2 separate regions of the Sus scrofa genome follow, and region 1 is linked to region 2. The links are chromatin contacts, called in public Hi-C maps. All regions are on one chromosome and are shown on one strand. The core of a region is the stretch at or near the end of the contact, and the rest is flanking DNA. Distances in the headings are between cores, read along the strand shown.

The links. Hi-C and Micro-C count contacts between places; a contact is called where the count stands out from the background.
Region 1: a Hi-C map of liver shows a contact between it and region 2, with 6 times the contacts expected there. The contact joins the promoter of U2AF2 here to the promoter of FIZ1 in region 2. A contact is called at or near these places in 2 of 47 Hi-C or Micro-C datasets (both in liver) and 2 of 2 datasets of contacts at active chromatin or transcription factors (alveolar macrophages and skeletal muscle).

What each region holds. Positions count from the first base shown.
Region 1 is chr6:59,772,869-59,775,729 of Sscrofa11.1, reverse strand. U2AF2 (U2 small nuclear RNA auxiliary factor 2) reads right to left here and starts at 1,540. Exons shown (of 12, transcript NM_001315804.1): 1 at 1,492-1,540. The coding sequence starts at 1,540.
Region 2 is chr6:59,719,309-59,722,076 of Sscrofa11.1, reverse strand. It overlaps FIZ1 (flt3-interacting zinc finger protein 1), which reads left to right and starts at 1,266. Exons shown (of 3, transcript XM_021095044.1): 1 at 1,266-1,411. ZNF524 (zinc finger protein 524) reads right to left here and starts at 1,321. Exons shown (of 2, transcript XM_021095048.1): 1 at 1,198-1,321.

The sequences.
Region 1 (2,861 bases), core at 291-2,790, 53 kb before region 2:
ATACTCCTCGTTAGGCACTTAACGAATGCCAGACCGTATGCCACACACTGTACACACATTACCTCACTTAACCTCAGCTGCAACTCTCACCAGCTAAAACCAAAGAAAGTTTTTCAAGCTTTCTGAGCCTGCTTCCTCCTCTGCAAAGGAAAGGAAGTCATGTCAGTCCCCCACGGCTGTTGACCATCTACTTAAATAAGCCGTGTAAAAGCTTAGCAAAGCACTATCAGTACTGCCATCACCATTGACTCCAGAAACCGGTAATAAAGACACATACCTATTTAACAGCCACTACACACAAGAAAAGGATTAAAAAAAAAAAAAAAAAGCATAGACGTGTTAAAGTTCCACAACTACTTAGCAACAAAGCAGGTACTAGAAGCCAAGTCTCCTCCCCTCCAAAGCCTGTGCTGTGAAGCGTTACAACGTGTACAGACACCCCGTGGGCACTCCGAAACCCGACTTCGTCTTCCCCAGGCGCTGTCTCCTCCTAAACCAGCCACCTGCTCCCAACTGCAGACTGGGCTGAAAGGGGAACCCCAGCGCCCCCCGCCCCCTGTGCAGTCCTCTGACCACAAGGAGCTTAGGCCTCGCGCTCGCCACCTCCTCCAGGCCTAAGTTTGTTCTAACATTCGTGGGGTGTCCAAACTAGTCGGCACTAGCTCGGCCTCCTACTTGGACTCCGCATCACCGGAGGGACTTTGCCTCCCATCCTCCCAACTGAGCTAAGTCTCCCTACTCGCTCCGAGCCTGTCTCTTTATCGCCACGTTGAAAAGGCGGACACACGCGGCGCCCGGAGGGTGGGCTCGTACAGAACAGGGGACCTGTCTAACTGAGGAGATATGGGGGGCAGACACGCCACACTGTGCCTGGCGCGACGGCGCGAGGGAGAACCGCGTGCGGGAGGAACACTGAAAACGCACAGTGCGGACCTCTCCCAGGAGACACCGCATCACCCACGTTAGGCTGGAAGGGACCCCGGCGACTAGCCCCCAGGAAAGGCGCGAAGGGCGGCGGTGCGAGAAGGGCCCACACCGCGGCCCTGCATGCGCCCACGTGAAGGGGGGCTCCAACCGCCATTTTGGAACAAAGGGGGCGTGGAGACACCGGCCGCGGGCCCGGCCGGAAGCGGAAGTGCGAGGGCATCGGGAGAAAAGGAGGGGTTGCGGGACCCAATCTACATAATCTCCTTTCCAAATTAAAAAAATAGAAAATAAGTCCGCAACGGACTCCCGACAGCCTGCGGCGCCCGCGCCACCCGCGCCGGGGGCCACGTGGGGCGCGGAACCGAACGCGGCGCGCATGCGCCCGCCGCCCCCTCCCCTCCCGCGCGGCGGCACGCCGGGCGGTCACGTGAGTAAGGCGCGCACCGCGGGGTGGGGGGGCGCCGTGCGGGCCTAAGGGGGGGAAGCGAGGGGGAAAATGGCGGGGGACACAGGGGGAAGCCGAGAGCCGCCCCGCCCGCCGCCCCGCACCCCCGGCGCCCTCACCTTGCTTATTCTCGTTGAGCTGCCGCTCGAACTCGTCGAAGTCCGACATGCTGAGGCGGCCGCGTAGGGCCCTGTGTAGCTCTCGCCTCGCCTTGCCGCGCGCCCGATCCGGCCGCTTCGGCTACTTCCGCCGCTTGCTTCGGCTACTTCCGGCCGCCGCCGGCGTTCCACCGCCTCCTACCTAATCAAGCCCCTGCCGCCCGCCCAGCCCCGCCCCGGCTCCGCCCCTCTCCCCGCCGGCCCGCCCACGAGGCGCACCTCCCCCCAGGGCCTGGCTCCGAAACGCGTCGGCTATTTCCGGACCGTGGAGGAGCGAAGGGAGAGGCGACTTCGGCTGCTTCCGAAAACACCCGAAGCGAGGGTTTCGCAGGCTTCTCAGGTTTTCGTAACTTTTCGGATAGTAGCTCTTCAACGTTCGGATGTTTCCGTAGGTCCTCGCATTCCTAGCACCCAGACTCCCCACTTAGAATTCAGCTTCTTCCAAGAACTCAAACCGTCCGTCTTTGGCTGCTTCCACGGATTCTACCCTCTCTTTCCCAACGGCCCTGTCCAAGCAATCGGCCACTTCCGACAATCCTAACCGTCCCGGATTTCGGCACTTTCCGAAGGTCTCTGGCGCTCCCCCTCGGGCCCAACCAGAGATTAAACCCGTTTCCAAACTTCGGCTCTTTCCGGAGATTCCAAGAGCAACCTCCTCCCCCTTTCGGAGAACTTCGGCTCCTTCCGCCACCGCCTGGGGAAGGACTCACAGCAGACACCTTCGGCTTTTTCCGTGGGCGCTTCGGCTCCTTCCGGCTCCGGGAACCAAAAAGGGAGGGAGGACAGAGGCGAGGTGGGTCAGGGGAAAGGAAAAGAAGAGGCAGGGTCTCGGCTCTCAGCACCCGGCTCTCCCTGTGGGGCGATGGGAGGAAAAGAAGGACCGATGTTGAGAAGCGCCTAAGAAGGTTTCGCGAGACAAAAGCAGCCAGCGGAGTGAAGAGTGCGCGCGGCTGCTGCGGAGGTTGCCAGCGCGGCTTTGTGCGCATGCGCAAAGTGGAAGGGGCGAGCGCGAGAGAGCCTCTGCGCCTGCGTAGAGATCGGTCTGAACCGAGACCTCTCACTGTTCGGAGAGGGGGGGCGGGTCGTCGGGGCCACAGCCCGAGCGCGCGTGCGCGAGATTTCCTTCCTCCAGGGAAGGGACTACATTCCCGACCGTTGAGCAAGGCCGCCCCCTTGCGGTTGCCGTGGCAACCACACAAGCGAGCGTTCCCCCCCCCAACCGCGCCGACGCTGCTAGCCACGCAGCGGGCACTTCCGGGAGACAGAGAATCTCGCTTTACCGCCTCCTGGAGGCAGTCTCTGTTCAGAGCTCCCCGCTCCCCTCGATGGTC
Region 2 (2,768 bases), core at 17-2,516:
ACTGTCAGCAGCAGAGCCTCGGACCCTGGGACCGGGGTGAAGTAAAGGGGAGGGGAGGACAGCACAGGTGCAGTTAGGATTAGGGGCTGCAGGTACCACTGCACCCCATTAGAAAAGGCACTGACTGAGGTCCAGAGAAGGGCAACCACCTTTCCGTGAGGGCTTGGACTAGAACCCAGGACTCTGGAACGATGCCCCCGACCCTCTCCCGACTCCACCCGGGTGCAGGCGCACGCCCGTCCGATCCGACCGCGCGGGGCGGGCCCTGCGGGGTTGGCGGCCAATGAGCGGCGTCAGGCCGCAGACGGCGAGGGCCTCCAGAAGGGGGTCTGCGCGCGCGCACCCAGGCGGGCCGGCTCCGCGGGGCGCTGGGTCGGCGCGCGCGCGCGCCTCAGAGGGCGCGTGAGCAGGAGCAGGTTGGGGGGCGATCCAGGAGCGCGCGGCCGCGGGCCTCCCCTCCCTCCGCTCCCCTCCCCCAGCCCGGACCCCCGCCTCTCGGGTACCTCATTTGCATGTCGCCTGGGCTCGCGAGTGGGGGCGCGGGGGCGCGGGGCCGGCGCGTGGGAAGGGGCGGGGGCGAGGGGGCCCTGCTCCTCCGCGGCGCGCGCGCGCGCGGGACTGCCCCGCCCCTCGGAGCGGACGCCGAGCGGCCCCTCCCTCCCTCCTCCTCGCCGGGCCCGCGCCCGCCGGGAACAAAGGGGACGTGCTGGGTCCTAAGGGCCGGTCGAGTCGCCGCCGGCAAGCCGCGTCTGCGCACCCGTCGCCCTCGCTGGCCCCGAGCGGGAAATTATTCCACCAACACATCCCAAACACAGAGAAATATCTTTCCCCCCACAAAACACCAAACCGGGTGACCCAAAGAAAGGTACCGAAAGGACGAGGAGCGGGGAAATGGCCGCTCGCTCCCGTAATTAACATGGCGCCCTATGGGCTTCAAAGCACAAGATGGAGCCTGCGCTTTCCTCCTATCTCTGTCGCAGTCGGCGAACTTCTATTTCTCTCTTCTCCTGAGGCAACGCTACATCATACCTAGGAAGAGCCTGAGGTTGCTAAGAGGGAATCAAATCTGCCCTCATCTATGTTAACACCTGCTAGCGTCGACACCGCGGGGAGGAGGCCACCCGCGCTGAGCTTGTTGCCCTTACTCTGTATGGCGCTGGGAAGAGCCTAAGCCCCGCCCCCTCGCCATGCCCTCACCCAAGATGGCGCCACCCTGGCTTCTCTAACCTCCAGTGGCTGGGAAAGGGACGGGAAAAAGGGAGAAGGGAGGGCGGTGGGGAGGAGGGAAACCAAGAAGGCGGGAGAAAGGGGGAGTGCGGGGGAGAAGCGAGCCCAGGCGGAAGTCGAGGGGCCCCCCGGGTGGAAGTGACGCTGCCCCCGCTGCCCAAAATGTCGGCGCCCAGAGGGAGGTGTAAGTAATTAAAGAGGAAAGCCGACGGACTTTCCCGGCCTCCCGGGGCCGCCTCAGGGCTCCAGAACCCCTGCTCCGAACGAGCGAGGTGGACTCGCCCGCCTGCGGGTCTAGCTTGACCTGCCCCCGCCCCGGGTGCCCGGGGCTGCACCTTTTAGGGACAGGGGGGAGGGGCACAAAAGGTTGGCTCTCGGGACCTGGGTCCTCGAGCGGACTGGGGGGGGGGGCAATCCCAAGGGCGACTGGGTGGGGAGGAGGCGGGGCTTAGTGGTGACTGGGGCGGAGCAACGACTGGGAGGAGCCTTGGCGGGCGTGGTTTAGTGTGGGAGTGGGCGGGGCTATGGTGTAAGTGGGAGGAGCGTAGGCAAAGGGGTGCGGTTTGACAAAGGGGCGTGGCTCAGCAATAATAGGAGGAGGTCGAAGAGCCGTAGTCTGGGCTGAGCTGGGTAATGGGTTTCAGTGTGGATGTGGGAAGAGCTTATAGAGAAGGGGCGGAATTTGTTTAGGCAAGTTTTTTTCAGCAAGTGGTGGGCATAGTAAAGGAGTTGGGGTTTAAGAGTGTGATTCAGGGCTTGTTAGCGGAAATAGCACGTCTTTATAATGCAGGTAAAAAGTCTTCGGATGGGGAGGGTCTCTGAAAGGACTGAGAAGGCAAGAGAGGTAGATTGGAGGGAGGGTCTTGGAAAGGATGGGGCCTGCTTCAAGGCTGAGTTTAAAGGACAAATTGAAAGGGGTCTAGGAGGATCTTGGTGGGGAAGAGATGGCGGGACTTCAAGAGGACCTTGGAGGAACTTAGCAGACACTAGTAATGTAAACAGCTTACCTGTTGAGTCTGTTGTGCGCAGGCCTAAGTGAGCACGCAGCACGCTTGGCCACAATTTTGCTTAGATCTCATTACCACTCGAAGAGGTAGGTCCTCCTCTTATCCCTATTTCGCAGATAAAGGAATCTGTTGGGTTTATTCAAGTTTCCAGGACTAGTTATCTTCGCCCTGGAAGGCTGACTCTAGTGCGCTTAGCTCCAAATCTTGGTGCTTTCCTTGGCTAAGAATGGGAGTCTTCGTCTGAAGGTGACTCTCATCTTCAAAGAAGAGTGGGAGTGGCTCTCGGAGGGGAAGGGGCTTCCCGAAAACGGGGGGACTTTGGAAGAAGTAGGCGGGACCCGAACATGAGTGGGTGGGGCTTAGAGCGGAGCGGGAGTCCCATCTCAAAGGGGGGAGAGGCTTAACACTCCGTGGCTTAGAAGGGATTAGAAAGATTGGCAGCGGAGTGGGGGAAGGGTTTGCAGGAGAGTGGGAGGGGCTTAAAGAAGAGTGGGTGTGGTTAGAGTGGGTGGGCGGGGCTCCCGGGTACTGGTG